Regions from separate parts of the Mustela erminea genome. Here region 1 is linked to region 2. The links are chromatin contacts, called in public Hi-C maps. All regions are on one chromosome and are shown on one strand. Each heading gives the region's core, a stretch centred on a gene start, on an enhancer-like site or on the middle of the called end of the contact. The rest is flanking DNA. Distances are from core to core; before and after follow the strand shown. Region 1 holds the start of MAPK14 (mitogen-activated protein kinase 14). Region 2 holds the start of BRPF3 (bromodomain and PHD finger-containing protein 3).

Region 1 (4,167 bases), core at 962-3,461, 160 kb before region 2:
ATAAGGCAGGGATTTTTATCTCTAACTGCTGTATTATTAGTGCATAAACAATGTGCATATAGTAATAGGTCAATAAATTGTAAATCTCATGTAAGCAGCAACTGCCTCTGTTTTTGAATTGACTTTAAATTAGAAGTGCCTGGCACCCAGTAGGTATTCAGTACGTAATTGTTGAATGAGTGACTGAATGTACTGCTTACTTCATCTTTGCCCTTTCAGTCACTCACCTCACTATCCCAATTTTTTGGATAATTTTATGAATTCCTTAGGATTCCTGCTGCTGAGTTTCTTCCCTTCTATCAATGCACTCATTACCTTGGTTCCCCACTCCTACCTGCTATATCACAGTCATATTTCTTGCTCTTACTTCCTCCTTCAACCTTCATTACTTCTTGGAAAGCTCTCTAACCTGCATTTTGGAACATTTTCAAGCCGGGTGTCTTCATAGGCAAGAGAATCCAGGCTAAGCCACACTGAATCCCCCAAAGAAAAGCTTTCCATGAATCATCCATGATTCTGGTTTTTGTTTTTCCTCAAGGAGAACTGAGGATCCTGCACTACCTTCTAAACTGAGATCATGGTCATTATTCATGATTAGTCCAATAAATATTTATGGTGTACCAGTTATGTTCCAGGCACTGTGCAAGATGCTGGGACAAGATAGGCAAAATCGGAGCACTCCAAGGGATGCGTAACACCAAAGCTCTCTAAGTAAGTGCTGAGAAGTGTCCTGGGTCGGACCCAGTTATTTCTTTCTTTCTTTCTTTCTTTCTTTCTTTCTTTCTTTCTTTCTTTCTTTCTTTCTTTCTTTCTTTTAAGATTTTAAAAATACATTTGAGAGAGAGAAAGTGAGAGAGAGCATGAGCGAGGAGAAGGTCAGAGGGAGAAGCAGACTCCCCATGGAGCTGGGAGCCCGATGCCGGACTCGATCCTGGTACTCCAGGATCATGACCTGAGCTGAAGGCAGTCGTCCAACCAACTGAGTCACCCAGGCGCCCCTAACCCAGTTATTTCTAAGAGAGATTGTGACAAGCTTAAAAGTGGGGGGAGGTATGGGGTTATAATATCTTGCCCAATCACACTTATTTTGTTCAGCTTTATAAATAACCCTATTAGGTGGGAATGTAAGGCAGGAATTATTTTTGCAGGAATTATTTTTCCCAGAACTAGAACGAAGGTCTAAGAAACGTCAATCGACTTGCCTGATGTGACACTGCCAGAAGACCACTCTCTGCCTTGCTCTCCTTTTTTTTTTTTTTTTTTTAAGATTTTATTTATTTGACAGGTAGAGATCACAAGTACGCAGAGAGGCAGAGGGAAGGTGGGGGGAGCAGGCTCCCTGTCGAACAGGGAGCCCGATGTGGGGCTCCATCCCAGGACCCTGGGATCACGACCTGAGCCGAAGGCAGAGGCTTTAACCCACTGAGCCACCCGGCTGCTTCTTAATCTGAAAGGCATGAATCAAATGCTTAAAATCGTCTTCACTGGAAGCTTCAGAGCAGAAATCAGTTTCAAACCCTCTGAGTAATGTTTCAAAACCCCTTTCAAAGGGAGATACCGGAGACTTTCCTTAATCAGAACTACCTGGGGCATTTTGTAAAAATGCGCATTCTTGGAGCCTGTCACGGACCTATCCACTTAGACTCCCTGTGGGTCCTGAGACTTTGCATTTTTAAACATCTAAAGTGATTCTTCTGCACATAAAAGTTTAAGAACCGCTAGGAGAGTTTGGATGGAAAACCTCAGCCTTAATGCAGAACTAATATTTGCTTTTGGGATAGAGTTCGTCACAATTCCGAAGATTAAGCCGTATGTCCTTGAGCAGATGGAATACAACGGCTTTCTGGCCAGAATCTCTTTTTTTTAATGTAAATATTTCTTGGAAATTGGGTGTTCTGCTTAGCAGATGCTCAGCTGCTGGTGACTACAGGCAGTTCAAAGATCTTTTGGCTCTTTTCCCGACACCCTATTAGTCACTGTCGCTTTCCACAACGGAGCCAGGCACTTACCCCGCCGACCACGGTGGGGCGCACGCGGCATACATTGCCAGCTTATCCCTTCCTTCCCGGGTCCGCCTTCGCGCCCTTAAGTCCCGGAGAGTTCTTGCCTCTGGTGTCCAGCTGTTGCTCTTTTCTCGCGAGAAGTGCTCCTCCCATCCTCTCCCGTCGTCAACCCCCTCCCGTGGGCAGGTTCCATATTGGGTAAAATCTCGGCTCGCGGAGAGTCCCGGGAGCTGCTCTCGCGAGAGTACGGCAAGAGGCTCCTGTTCGCTGGCTCTGGAACGGCGACCACTGGAACCTCAGCGGGCGCTGCAGCTGGAGCGGTAGTCCCGCGGCGCAGCCGGGAGTCGGCCTGGTCTGGGAGAGGGTGCAGGGAGAGCGTGGTGGGCGCAGCCTTGGGCTCCGGAGCGTGCCCTTGCCCTTAGCCGGGCTCGCTCCCGTCGCTGAGACGCGTCCAGCAGCTGCGGCTGACAGGGGCCGCGCGCGCGGGAGTCGGCGGGGTCGCGTCTGCCGCACCTGCGCCGACTGCCAGCTCCAGGTCCCCGCCCGGCTGGGCGGGCGACGAGGGCCGGAGAGCGGGAGCGGGCGCAGGCGGGGCCCCTCAGGGCCACCTCCTAGCCCCGCGGCCGCCGCTGGAAGATGTCTCAGGAGAGGCCCACGTTCTACCGGCAGGAGCTGAACAAGACAATCTGGGAGGTGCCCGAGCGTTACCAGAATCTCTCCCCGGTGGGCTCTGGTGCCTATGGCTCCGTGTGGTGAGTGTCACCGGGTTTGGGTCTGCGGTGGGCTGAGTGGCCCTTAATACCCCAGAGCCAGGCCTGCCCCCATAGCTCAGCGATGCACCAAGCGGCAGGAATTGTCCTTGGGGGAGAGCACCGCAGCCTCTTGGACCCCTGTCCTGCACTCCCTGTACCCCTTGCACCCCTCACTCTGCACCCCCAGGTAGGCGGTCAGCTGTGTGCAGGATGCAGGTCCACGGTGGGTTGTGGTGCTGGAGCTCGTCCCCGGCTCGCACCTTGCGCAAGCCCTTCTTGTGGGGATTGCTGCTTCGGGGGCAGGCACGGGGGCGGGGGTGCCTCTTCGGGGGTCTCCCTGCCAGCATCCAGCAGGAAGATCCTCTCGGGAGGTGCGTCTACTTTGGGCGCCAAAGCCCGTCCTCAAAGCAGACAAGCCCGGGGAGCTGCAGGGAGAAGCAGAAGGGCAAAGCTCGACCGGGAGACTGCGGTTGTCCGAACAAAACTGACGACGAAGGGCGTTCTGTCCGGGTTGTTGTTTTTTTTTTTTTTTGCAAACCTCTTTCGAAATCTCCTTTTGAAAAGCATTCGTTTTGAATTCGCACTTGCATTAGCAGCGACCCGTGGAACCTAAAATACCGACTTTATCTCGGCCAGCACAGTGCCAGCTTGAGTGGTGTGTTTCCGATTCGGTTGAAAGCGTATTTCCTTTTTGCAGAGTGGGGGTGGGTGGTAGTGCCTGCAAGAACACTGCAGCTTGAGAAGCTGGCGGCCTCACTGATTAGTCACATACCACTGCTCATTTAAGTATTGTTTGGCAAAACAATTTTCCCCTTTGCAGCAAGCGAGATTCAGATCCGTTGGATGCGCTCAAGAGCAAGAAGTTACTAACAATGCTGGGGTGTATTGTAAATATTTTTAAATTGCAGTACATCTTGTGAATATATATATATATTTTAAAGTCCGTGAGAGAGTTTGCAGGGAACTTATCTGCATTTGTAGCCTGAGGTACACGATGGTTTTTGTAAAGATCTATAGCAAAGGAAGGAGTAGTCTATAGCAAAGGAAGGAAGAGACACGTCTCATCTTTAAATCACACTGGGTGTTTTAAATTAAATTGATACCATAAAATTTCTGGATCTGAAATATTTCACTAATTTAGGTATTACACACTCAATTTTAGATTTACTGTAACTTGAGAGCTGCTGATTTGAGACTAATTCATGTATTCATGTGCATGCATCATTTGAAAGGGGCTTTATAAAATTATTTTTTTGTTTTTGAACAAATTCCAGACTTTTGGATGTGTTAATCTTTATAATTCCTGTGTTTCTTGAAGTCACATCATGAATTTCCTGTTTGGTAGAATCTTCTGGGTAATTGAGATTATGCAATTGTGTCAGGAAACAGATCATGTTGCATCTTCTAGTTCA
Region 2 (4,344 bases), core at 1,144-3,643:
TGGGTGGCTCAGTGGGTTAAGCCGCTGCCTTCAGCTCAGGTCATGATCTCGGGGTCCTGGGATCGAGTCCCGCATCGGGCTCTCTGCTCAGGAGGGAGCCTGCTTCCCTCTCTCTCTCTCTCTCTCTCTGCCTGCCTCTCTGTCTACTTGCGATCTCTCTCTGTCAAATAAATAAATAAAATCTTAAAAAAAATAAGTAAATTAAAAAAATGTCAAAAGTAAATGTCAAAAAAACAAATTACAGTTGTTGTGAACAACTGTAATGTTACCATTAAGAAAGTAGAAGTTGCAAATAGAAGAGAAACACTCCTTTGAATAAGTTCTTACTATGAAAACTTTGAATAGAAAGACCTGGAAATTCAATGTATTAACTTCATGCTTTTTCAAGAGCATTTAAATCATTCTTTTTTACTTACTCTTGCAAGTGAAAACCAATGTATTTTCCCAAGGTATCTTATTCATTAAGTTTAGTGGGAAAAGAGCTCCCAATCACACAGATGGGAGCTGTGCTAAATAAATTCTGTGAACACTTACCAAGAAATAAAAATTATTAGTCATATGTATAAATGGATGTAGCTCATATTTTAAAAGAACAAGAAATGAAATTCAGTATTCTTGTTTCTTTTAGTTTTCAGGCCCCCCCCCCCTTTAACTAACAGTAATTGTAGTAGTATCTTGCCTCTGGGGCTTTCCCTTCCACAATTAATCATCTTGATACTATCTACACCTTCCCTCCAAATGATTATTCCCCCTAGCTTTAGAACACTTGACATTAATTCATACTCCTCCATCATCACAGTTTTCAAAACATTGCCCTGCCCTTGCTTAGCTCCACAAGACACTCCATTTTCTTTCAGAAAATTGGCCAACAGAAGAATTTTTGCTATCACTGTTTTCACTTCTACAAGGTGCTACTGTGTAATAGGAAAAACATCTTTGTAATACAAATTAGATTCCTTACTTTCATCAAATTTTCAAATTCAAAACACAATTTTTTAAATTCCTAGGGTAATGAACATCTATACTTCAAAAGTCGCAGTACGCTCCGTTTAAACATTTGGAAGACTTGCATCCTAAGACTATCTTTCATCCTCTGACTCTAGAATCGGTGTCCTTGATCATCATAACCAAGCAAGAAATTGTGAGAAGCTTCACCAAGCTACACCACCAGCGCGGGCAGAGGAAACGCTTTCAAAATATGTCATTCATCTTCACATTTAAAGGCAGTCTATCCATACATCTTTTACGCCATCATTAAATATTGGTACTTAAGACTTCAGTCATATGAGGTAAGCTTTCTGATTTATAGGAGAAAGGGGGGGGTGGCAAAGTCGTCTCCTCTTCTTAAATTTACTTATGGAGACAAAGCCAGTCTGATTACATCTGAAAGTCTGAAGTTGCCATTTGTCAAGTCTTTTAGAAAGCCGCTTATTGCATTAAATTAACCGATTCCTAGCCAAATCAGGTTTAAGGAGAGAGTGTTTCCCATGTCTACAGTGACAAACGAGTTATCAGACGTCCTTAAGTAGACTGTCAAACTTTTATGTTTACTCTTTCTAAACACATAGGGAGAGAATAGCACATAACGAAAAGTCAGGTCTTTTTCTTAAGAAGGATGTCCTACAGGGAACAAGATGCGCACCTGTACACAACAGAGGGTCTTTTCCTGCTGTCCTCACTGGGGGAGGGGATGGACATCGCTAGACCTTTGTCCTCCGGACCAGAGCACGGCCGGGGAGGAAGGGCGACTTTCTGGGAGTAATGCAGGCACCTGCACCTCAAGAAACTATAGGCCGGTTTTGACTCCAATGACTGCCCTGGCTTAACCTCTGGAGGAGCCCTCTAGCTCCGGGAGGGGGTTCGTTGCCCCAAACCGTAGTCACCTCTCCGCAGGGACAGGGGGAGGGGACGACTGGGCACTCTAAAGAGTTAGGGAATCCCCGTCTTTCCCAAGCAGACCCCAACGTCCCCCGCTCCCTTGTGGGGCTCGCCCCGCGGCGGAGGCTTGGCTGGGGTGAGCCTTGGCCGCGGCGGGGGCAGACCCCGTCTCTGCTCGGCGCCCCTACCGCGTCCGCACCGCCACCGTGAGGCCGAGCGGGGGACGGTGCCCCGTGGCGGCGGCGGCTCCGCGCTCCTCTCCGCGCCGCCCCGGCCGCCGCCGCGCCGGGGACGGGCGGGGGGATTTTCTTCCCGTTCCCCGCTCTTTCGCGCTCTAGCTCCTGTTCAGCGGGAGAGCCCGCGGAGCCAGGGAGGGAGCGAGGGAAGGGGTGGAGGTGGCGGGGGGGAGGCCGGAGGGGCGGATCCTGCCTGGGGGCTGATCCCTCCCTCCCCTCGGCCGGGCTCCGTGGCGGCAGCGGCGGCGGCAGCGGCTTCATTCCCCCTCCTCCCCCGGGAGCGGCGGCGGCAGCCGGGCCGGGGCCCCAGCGCGGGCCGGGAGGGGGCACGGCAGTGGCCGCGGAGGCCAGCGCGGGAGGAGGTCGCGCTCCGCTCCCCGGGCCGCGCCGACCTGCTCGACGGCTGGCCCGCCAGCGCCCAGGGGCCCCGAACGGTGGGGCCGGGCCGGCGGCTGAGGTAATGGGGGTGGCAGCGGGGCCGGACAGAGCGAGGGCGGGGGCAGCGGGGCCTACGGGGACCAGGGATTGCGCGGGTGGGGGGGCGACGAGAGGGAAGCAGGGGGCTTCCCGAGTGGGGCGGGGGCGGCGCGAAAGCGCTCTCCTGGAGCGAGGGCTGCGGCGGGGAAGAAGAAGCGGGTGAGGGGGGAGCTGAAAAGCGAGGACCCCCTCCCGCAGCCGCCATCTTGTTTCCCTCCCCCCTGGCCCTGGCTGGCGAGCCGCCGAGCCCCGCCCCCGCCATGTTCTCCGATTGGTCAGACCAGAGGAGTGTTCCACCCCCTGAGCGTCCCTTGCACCCCAGGTTCCTCCTGACGGGCAGGTGAGACGACCAATGGGCGCCCGCCTCTGTGCCCCGCTGGTTCGCTGGCGCTAGCTTTCTCTGTCTGAGGGTCGGACTCCGCGTCAGTCTGTCTCTGGCGCTCTCGCCCCCTCCCCTCAGGGGTGGAGATGTTATTTCCCTCCTTTCTCCTCGGAAGGGTCAAGATTCTTCTGGAAGAGGTGCCCTTTTAAAGGAGCAAGAGCCTTAGTTGAGTCTTTCCCCTGTCTCATGAGTCTCTCGTGGGGGTGCAGGGGATACAGCCTAATTGCAGAAACTCCTCGTTCTTTGGGGACCTGGGTGGGATGGACGAGTGGGGGCTTAGGGGTGCTGAGGAGCCCCCGGGGGTGTTGGGGGTATTTGGAGGTGTTTGTGGGAACGGCTGTGTGGGTTGAGAAAATCCCGCCAAAAAACTGGACTGTAACCTCCTTGTGGGCGAAACTCATTTCCTCAGCAGGAGCCCTTCCCTCTCCAGAATTTGCCCTTCCAGTGTTTAGAGGCAGGGGTAGGACCCAAGAGGTTCTCCACAGATACTTGCTGCCTGGATGAGGGCTAACCCAGGCTGCCAAGGAGGTAGCAGGTAGGGAGGAAGAATATACAGCGCTTTAACAAAGGAGGCTCCATACCCTCTGTCTAAACTATTTCTGGTTAGTGTTGAGGTAGATTTTCATACCTTTGCAAGGATCTCCCTTCCCACGAGGGGAGGGCCGGGTGGGTGTGGGGACAATGAAGCAGGTCTTTTGGCTGGGACTACCCCCAGGGAGTTGACATTTGTCAGGCATATAGTGGCCAAGGGCCTCTGAAACCTGGACAGAATTGCTGTGATGATTCTGTTGGGGTGTGTCCCTGCCTGGCCCTGTTCCTCAGCCAAGTTGTTTTTGTTTGTTTCAGTCACACCTTGGGATTGGAAAACCTTTTAAATAAGGATGTTAATAAACCTTATTAGCGTATGGCAACCCCTAAAAGGTAGATTTTATTCTCATTTTATTGGTGGAGTCTGGAGGCACAGGGAGATTAAGTGACTTTCTCCAGGTCACACAGGGCCAAGATTAGCACCTGGAGTGCCCCAGAGACTCATTTCGTTCTAGACCATGGCATCTCTGTGGTGTTCTTCCCAGTGAAATGAGTTCAACCCATCATCTCGGTTTGAATTGTAGCTTTATCACTCAACTACCTTTGGGTTGAGTGATACTTTTCTGAGCTTGTTTCTTCATCTGTAAAATGGAGATGATAAAAGCTATTCTGCCTCCCAAACTAGTGGAGAGAAATTTTAAGAGTAAAGGGGATTGGGCCACCTGGCTGACTCAGTTGGTAGAGCATGCAACTCTTGATCTCAGAGTTGAGTTCAAGCCCCACAGTGGGGGTAGAGATTACTTAGAAATTAAAAAAAAAAAAAATAGTATCTTTTAAAAAAAG

Evidence for each region. A called contact is a pair of places that touch in the nucleus more often than the background predicts.
Region 1: a Hi-C map of skeletal muscle shows a contact between it and region 2, with 9 times the contacts expected there. The contact joins the promoter of MAPK14 here to the promoter of BRPF3 in region 2. A contact is called at or near these places in 2 of 3 Hi-C or Micro-C datasets (skeletal muscle and spleen).

What each region holds. Positions count from the first base shown.
Region 1 is chr4:116,926,805-116,930,971 of mMusErm1.Pri, reverse strand. It overlaps MAPK14 (mitogen-activated protein kinase 14), which reads left to right and starts at 2,211. Exons shown (of 12, transcript XM_032340506.1): 1 at 2,211-2,755. The coding sequence starts at 2,640. It overlaps SLC26A8 (testis anion transporter 1), which reads right to left and starts at 2,145. Exons shown (of 18, transcript XM_032340502.1): 1 at 2,010-2,145. The coding sequence starts at 2,040. It overlaps LOC116588861 (a long non-coding RNA gene), which reads left to right and starts at 2,762. Exons shown (of 2, transcript XR_004285112.1): 1 at 2,762-3,410; 2 at 4,074-4,167.
Region 2 is chr4:116,762,993-116,767,336 of mMusErm1.Pri, reverse strand. It overlaps BRPF3 (bromodomain and PHD finger-containing protein 3), which reads left to right and starts at 2,393. Exons shown (of 13, transcript XM_032340489.1): 1 at 2,393-2,571.